2 separate regions of the Mus musculus genome follow, and region 1 is linked to region 2. Evidence: chromatin contacts called from public HiChIP or PLAC-seq data. All regions are on one chromosome and are shown on one strand. Each heading gives the region's core, a stretch centred on a gene start, on an enhancer-like site or on the middle of the called end of the contact. The rest is flanking DNA. Distances are from core to core; before and after follow the strand shown.

Region 1 (3,499 bases), core at 479-2,978, 1.3 Mb after region 2:
TTGGTGGGGGGGTGGTAAATAATTAAAAACAGATTTATTCAGTGTGGCTCCTCCAGTCTCTCCTGCAAGGCCTTCAGACAGAACTGTGTGAAATCTTGTGAAGAGGCAAGTCCCTCCCTGTGGGTGGCACCAGGCTTCAGCCTGTCTGGGGGATTCTTGTTCATTGGGGACCAGTGTCTCAGTACATGGCAGCCTAGGGAAGGACACGGGGCATCTCTTCAGAAAATCTTCATCCCTGCCAGGACGTTATATACACTGTGTGCAGGGGAGGTGGTGGGTAGGAAGGAGACCTCACACAGGGCCAGTGTAGAGGGGTGTCATCCGGTCCCTGTTCACATAAGAACAGCGACAGGGGGGACTTTGACTTCCTAGAGGCAAAGCCATAAGAAATAGGTTTAAGATTTGCGATTAAACAGTACCAAGAGTCCAAAGAGTAAAGAACTTGGCTGGACATGGGCGCCTACCCGCAACCCCAGGCAGGAAGGTAGCTGCTGAGACCAACCTATGCTGCACAACAAAACACAACAAAACCAGTGCGCTCCTGAGCACTGTCTTCTCCTGTAAACCACGGAAGTCCTCACAGTCTGTGGGAAGGGGAAAGATCAGACACCATCACTGTTCTTGGAGACCCTGTCCCGCCATGTTGGGCTCCACCCCTGGATGATCACATTCAACTAACACCTGTGCCTCAGCTTTCTCACCTGCAAAGTGGGAGTTAAGTGGTACCTAACTTGCAAGGTTAGGAGGTTGGAATTAGTGGAACTGCATGGAGCACTAGGGAGACACAGCCTAGTCAAGTTGCACCTCCACATCCCAGCAGCAGTGCATCCTGGGTAGAGGTCGCCAATAGTGGCAAGTAGAGGAGAAGGCTAGGTCCTGACTGACACAGGCCCAGCTTTGAAGAAGGCCCTGGGAGCCACTTCCTGGGCTCTTGGGGAGGGGCTGAATGCCTTCTGGTGAGTTCTCTGGGATGGATCCCTGACCCATCAGCATGCAGGGGACAGAAGAAGGTCAAAGGGTCCTAGTGGCTGGGGGAGGGAGACCAGAGCACAGGGGTCTGCCTGCCTGCAGCTGCAGGATGAGATACAACACCGAGAACCATCTTCACAGCAAAGCCCAGCCCTTGGGGACTAAGCAGTGCCCGCTCCTTAACCACGCCTCCCCACTCTTGCCCCTCACCTGAGCCGGTTTGAACGTGTTCCTTCCGTGAGAGGCATTCCTCTGCCTCCCTTCAACGTGGACTGTCTAGACAGCCACCCACGGAACAGCCTCGAGCTCATGGCTCTACTGGGCCATGGCCTCTGATCTCTGGAGCTCTGCACATGCTGGTCCCCTGCTCTCCCTACTCTGATGCCTGGAGGTAGAACGTCCTTCACTCTCTTCACCCGAGCAGCTCAGGCTGCCTTTCTTTCCACCTTGCCTGTCCCTTCCTGGCCCCTTCCTGCTGGGCACTCAGTGCCTCTGTGCCCCCTAGGCCACAACTGATGGCTTTCAACTCCTCTTGGGGTTCCACGTCAGGACATCCCCCACGGGTCTGTGCAGGTGAAGCCAGGCTCTCGCTCAGTGCTGTCCCCACTGTGTCACCAAACAGGAGCACAGGCCCTGAGCTGTTTTTCTGGATCTTGATGGAACCGAGCCAAGGAAGGAGTAAATGAACGAGTGGGAGGGTCTAATGAAGGCCAGGCCAGATGAGGCAACCAGGAAAGGACAGATGTGAGTCAGAACTTACTCACATGTTCCTGGCCCGAGCGGCCAAGATGCATTGCCGCTATCCACAGCTATGGCAGAGCCAGGCTGCCTTCTGGGCTAGAAGATGACCAGTTCCCCTTTCCTGCTGCCTGGGGGTGCATGGACTGGACAGGGTGTGCTGGAGACAGGGTTGGGCCCACTGCCCCAAGGCTTTTCAGCAGTACATCAACTTTCAAATTATTTATTTTAAGGAGCTGTGTATGTGAGCCAGCACGGCCTCGAGCATATGGCAGTCCTTCTGCCTCAGCTTCTTGAATGTTAGTATTATAGATGTGAGCCTACACTCAATCTCTTTACTATTTTTGTTTTTTGTTTGTTTGGTTGGTTGGTTGGTTTTTTGGCTTTTCAAGACAGGGTTTCTCTGTATAGCCCTGGCTGTCCTGGAACTCACTCTGTAGACCAGGCTGGCCTCAAACTCAGAAATCCGCCTGCCTCTGCCTCCCGAGTGCTGGGATTAAAGGCGTGCGCCACCATGCCCCGCCTCTTAACTATTTTTAATTGCTTTTTAAAAATATTATTATAGTGAGGATACTCGGGGTTCAGAAGACATCGTGTAGGCTTTGGTTCTCACCTTCCATGGGGTAGCCAAAGATTGTTTTCAGGCTGTCAGACTTGGTGACAATTGCTTCTACCTGCTAAGCCTTCTTGTGCATTCTTAGACGTACAGTAAGAAATACATTCTTGCTGGGTGTGGTGTGGTGGTGGACCCTTTAATCCTAGCACTTGGGAGGCAAGGGGATCGTGTGAGTTCAAGGCCAGCCTGGTCTATGTAATAAGTTCCAGGACAGCCAGAGCTACATAGTGACTCCAAGAAGGAGAAGGAGGGGGAGGAGGAAGAGAAAGAAGAAGAGGAGGAGGAGGAGGAAGGAAGGAGGAGGAGAAGAAACACATTCATCTCTAAGACACTAAAACTCTACCTATTAAACACTAACTCAACAATTTTTTAAAAAGCAATGTCTTACTTTTTTTTTTTTTTTTTTTTTTTGGTTTTTTTGAGACAGGGTTTCTCTGTATAGCCCTGGCTGTCCTGGATCTCACTCTGTAGACCAGGCTGGCCTCAAACTCAGAAATCCGCCTGCCTCTGCCTCCCGAGTGCTGGGATTAAAGGCGTGCGCCACCATGCCTAGCTAATGTCTTACTTATTAAGTTTATGTTTGACCTAAAACTGCAGGGAATGCTCAGGAGGCAGGCCTGGGGCACATACATCAGTTCAGATGGGAAGAAGAAACAAGAGCATGTTGAGTCCCACACACACAAGCCCAGGCTAGCCTGGGCTACCTGAGCCTCTATCTCAAAACAATGAGGCAGAGTTAGAGCCAGGCATGGTGGTATACTGCCCGTGTATCAGTACCTAAATCCCAGGACTCTGGAGGCTGAGGCCGAAGAATCTTGGGTTCTAGGCCAGCCTATGCCTATAATGCAACCTCCCAGAAAACAGCATAAAGAAAGGAAACAATGAGAAGAAGAAGAAGAAAAAAAAAGATTGCTTTGGCTTAGTATTGTAACTGGGCTCCTGAGCCTTATCTGTAGTACTGAAAGAAATCAATACAAATAATAATAATAATAAACCAAGCCCACTCAGTCAGTCAACAGGTTCTCCAGTTCAGGAGTGATGATTAAAAAGAAAAAATAAAATTTAGATATCATTGTAGCATTACCCCAGTCAATTCTGAGACTGAAGGCAGGTTTAATTTTTCCCAATTCACTTTTATACCATTTTAATTTCATGCAAGTATTTAGGGCAAGCAAT
Region 2 (3,910 bases), core at 1,282-3,781:
TGGCTGTCCTTGTTCCTCCTCCCTGCAGTCTTCCCCCTGCCGCTTGTCAATGTGGGGAGTCTTCACTTTTGAGTGGCATCCTGAAGCATCCTCTTGGCTTATTGAATTCTTGCAAAAATCCTGAGCGATAGGTCAGCCATTTCATAGAGAGGAGGGGAGCTGCTCAAGGGTGCAGTATGGAGCCTAGACCTTGCATCAGAGCGCCTCAGAAGTGCCACATTCTTCCAGCCCCCATTAGCCTTCCTGATCTCTAGTTCAGTGTCCTCAGCCTTCCTAATGCTGTGACCCTTTAATACAGTTCCTCCTGCTGTGGTGACCTCCCCCCAACCACAAAATTATTTTGTTGCTACTTCATAACTGACTTTACTACTGTGATGAGTCATCACAGTAACAATTGTACGACTGTTATGTAAATGTTATGCTATGTTTATTGTAACAGTAAATATCTGGTATGTAGGATATCTGATGTGTGGGCCCCCAAGGGGTCATGACCCCACAGGTTGAGAGCCATCACGCTAGTTCTTTTGTGTGCATTCAATGCTTAGGCCCTCAAGATAGATGTATTGGAAAGCTTGACACGAGTTCAGATAGTGGGACATGGCAATTGAGGTTACCCTGCTTTCATTAAAGCCCACAGTATTTAGGTGTCAATCTTACTGCATCTGAGTCCCAGGACCTCTGTAGTAGCCGTGGCTGCAGTTAGACAGTTGGAGATGGTGCATGGCCTTTACGCTGGGCCTTAGCTTTTCATTCGCGCAGTGCAGGTATAAAACCAGCCACTGATTAAAGCCTTTCTGTCATTTACTATGGGGCCCTTGGGTCTTCATTTGCTGATAAAGGAGTGAGTTTCTCCCTACCCACTTTCTTTTTTGTGTAATAGCCCATGTTTGGTAACTTGCCCAATGGGTAGGGTTAGAGTATGTTTGTGTGTATCACTTGAGTGTTTGGGAAATTTGGGGTAGCCGGGGCAGGATGGTCACTGCTCTGAGCAAATCAGGTGCTGATGTCCTTGCCTCTTTGTTGCAGAGTCCAACATCTGTACCACACGAGGCGTGAACTCCTGCCAGCAGTGTCTGGCTGTGAGTCCTGTGTGTGCCTGGTGCTCAGATGAGGTAAGGAGCCTATGCCTTATTTGTCAATGCAATAACACAACTCTGACCTTTAAAAGGAATATGAGGTAGTTTATCCTGGAGCCAAATGTAAGTGGCTATGGCCAAGGAACATAGATTCAAATACTGGGTTCCAACGTGATAAGCACTATAGTGAACGTTTTATAGTAACAGAACAAAGAAGGCAATAGGTCAAGGTACTTTAGACACACATTGGTGAACCATCAGATGAGGTGGTTACAGCAGTCAGGAGCGTCTGAGGTTACCTCATAACAGTCCTAGCCTGTGGGGTTGGTGGAAGCTAGGAGTCTGCACATTTTAGAAAGGACTTTACTAGTCTTAAGAATGTTAAGTCAAACCTAGAGGTGGGCAATAGGTAGCTATTTAGGGGGATAATTTAGCCCCAAACTATTTGGTGCCCAACCTGTAGCATTCATCTGATCTTGTTGAATGTTCAACACAGGTGTGGCTCCCCACCCCCATCCTAACTTGCCCCAGATGCCTTCTTTCCCTAGATTTAGGCGCTTCAGTGTAGGTGCAGGCACACAGAATCATTTCCTTCCTCCTAAACGCAGTCTCTTTCCCCTTCTGAGCAAGACTAGGTGACGCCTTCCTCAGGATGCATGGTGGAAGCTGGCAATGATCCTGGAGCCTGTTCTGCCCTTCCACTCCAGCCATTTTGCTTGGGCATCGTCATTACTGTGATTATTGCTACCCTTCCCCAGCCTATACTTGCTTTGGGCTGGAACATCTCATGGAAGAAAGGCTTTACTCTCTAAAGAAGAGAGGCGCTAGGGGTATAGAGGGATGCCAGCTCATCCGACCCCCCCCCACCCCCAGAGCAAAACAAAAACAAAAAACCCTAAAAACTCAGAAGAGGAATGTTATGTGTGTGTTTGTATGTGTCTCTGTGTGTCTATATTTCTGTGTATGTTTATATGTTTGTGTGTATGTGTGTGTTTGTGAATGTGTGTGTTTGTGTGTATGTTTGTGTCTTTATATGTATGTTTGTGTGTCTTTGTGTGTGTATGTGTGTTTGTGTGTGTTTGTGTGCATGTATGTGTGTGTTTGTATATATTTGTATATGTGTGTTTGTGTACACTTTCTTAAAGATCCTTTTTTCTTCCCTTCTCTCTGACAGTGACGCCCCTCTATCTTCCTTCCTTCCTTCATCTCTAAAGTATCAATGGATGAGGGAGCACAGCTCAATGGTGAGGACCAGACGATGACAGGAAGGGGTTAGCTGTGTCTAGGCAGAGGGTGTGTTGTGTCTGAGTCCCTAGGGAATGAGTGTGTCTGAGGGAATGGCTATGTTTGTGGCCGGGCTGGGAATTTGGAGCTGGCAAGAGCTGATGGGGAGGTAGGGGAAGCCTGTGGCTGGAGAGGTTCCCAGCAGTTCCAGTGGGAGTGAGTCAGCACCCCCAGCAGGTGGTTACCTGAGCTGCTGGCCTGTCTGCTCCTCAGCCACTAGAGCTACAGCCTCTGCCCTATACCGCTCCTCAACCACCCTAGCTATTTCCTGATCTTTGTCTGCCTCTCTTCTGGATCCTCTGGGTTTCCTAAAAAGGCAAGCTCCTGGTCAGACTGGGGAGGAAGGGAGCAGAAGGCTGTGTTTACCCCCTAGAGGAGGGGCTGCCAGAGCCTCCAAGGCCAGCTCCATACACAGCCTTGGCCTCTGCTGCTCAGCACGGGAACTGTTTCTAGGGGCAGCTGCCTAACATCTGGGCCAGATTGATCTCATTTAGCGAATGAAACATTCTCTGGGGCTTGGGGGAGGGTGAGCCCATTCCTTCTCCACCCCCACAGGTGCCCCTCCCCTCTGGGCTTCACTGGAGGCTCAAGTGTGGCGTGGCTGTCTTCCTTCTGGTTTGTCATATCCTCCTGCCTCCGGTCACCATCATGGTTGTGTCAAGCTTCCTTTCTGAGGAAGTTGTAATTCTGCAACAATTCCAGAAGAAGGAGTGGGATGCCGAGGGTGCCGTGTTTGGATAGGATGGCTTGAAGTTGGACGGCCGGAGCAGAGGGGAGCAGAAAGGAGGTCCCTGAGGAAGGACTACTGCTATTCAAGCATAGTCCCCTCTCATTCCCGCATCTGGATCTTATAGGGATAAATCAGAGCTGGGTTCTGACCAGCCAAAGCCCCTCCTTAGGCCACGTGAACATATTCCATGTGACTAGATGCAAATGTGGAATATTTACCAATCACTATGGTGAATCTTTGCCCTCTGGGGCAGACTGGGAGGCCAGAGGGAGGGAAAGATCAGCTTGTTGATGGGGTGGAGTTGGGAAATGGGTAGCAACCAGGACCAAAGGAGACCAAAGAAGGGAGGTAGGAAGCCCGATGAAATAGTCCCTTCAGAATGGAATAAAGTGAATGCCAATATTTACCATCGCTAAGTGAGAGGGAGGAGGGGTGGGGCTGGGGAGTCTGATGTGGGGCAGAGTGTGTCAAGCAGGGAGGAACCCTGGGCTGTAACTAGTTATCTTTTTCCTGAGGGAGCTGGACTTCTCTTGCACAGGGCAAGCTGAACTATTGAAAGTGTTTGGATCTTGACTTTAAACATCCAACGGTGGGGCTGGGATCCCTGCTCATCCCTCTGCCTCCCCTGTCTTGACTGTTTCAAGTGGTGCTGATGTTGGCAGTGCCTCGGAAAACAACTGGTTGGGCTCGGCTTGTGGTCCTTAAAGGACAGCAGCTCCTGGGTGTGTATAGCAAGCCCTTGGCTGGGTAAGAGGAAAACAGAGCCAAGTGGATGAGTGGGGTGTCTTGGGCCCACCCACCTAGGGTGTGTTCTTGGAGA

What was found. HiChIP or PLAC-seq counts read pairs in DNA pulled down with a chosen protein or histone mark.
Region 1: a contact with region 2 is called in an HNF4G HiChIP or PLAC-seq map of pancreatic cancer cells. The contact joins two enhancer-like sites.

Annotation. Positions count from the first base shown.
Region 1 is chr11:105,951,868-105,955,366 of GRCm38.p6, forward strand. No RefSeq gene overlaps it. Among named protein-coding and RNA genes, the nearest start is that of Cyb561, 9.1 kb to the left of the region's middle. Within about 2 kb of position 1,729, at least 106 of the 459 cell types and tissues checked have an H3K27ac peak or open chromatin away from gene starts, as enhancers often do. A contact at or near this core is called in pancreatic cancer cells, where this site is marked.
Region 2 is chr11:104,622,385-104,626,294 of GRCm38.p6, forward strand. Itgb3 (integrin beta 3) reads left to right here. Exons shown (of 15, transcript NM_016780.2): 2 at 1,027-1,112. Among named protein-coding and RNA genes, the nearest start is that of Itgb3, 16 kb to the left of the region's middle. Within about 2 kb of position 2,532, at least 93 of the 459 cell types and tissues checked have an H3K27ac peak or open chromatin away from gene starts, as enhancers often do. A contact at or near this core is called in pancreatic cancer cells, where this site is marked.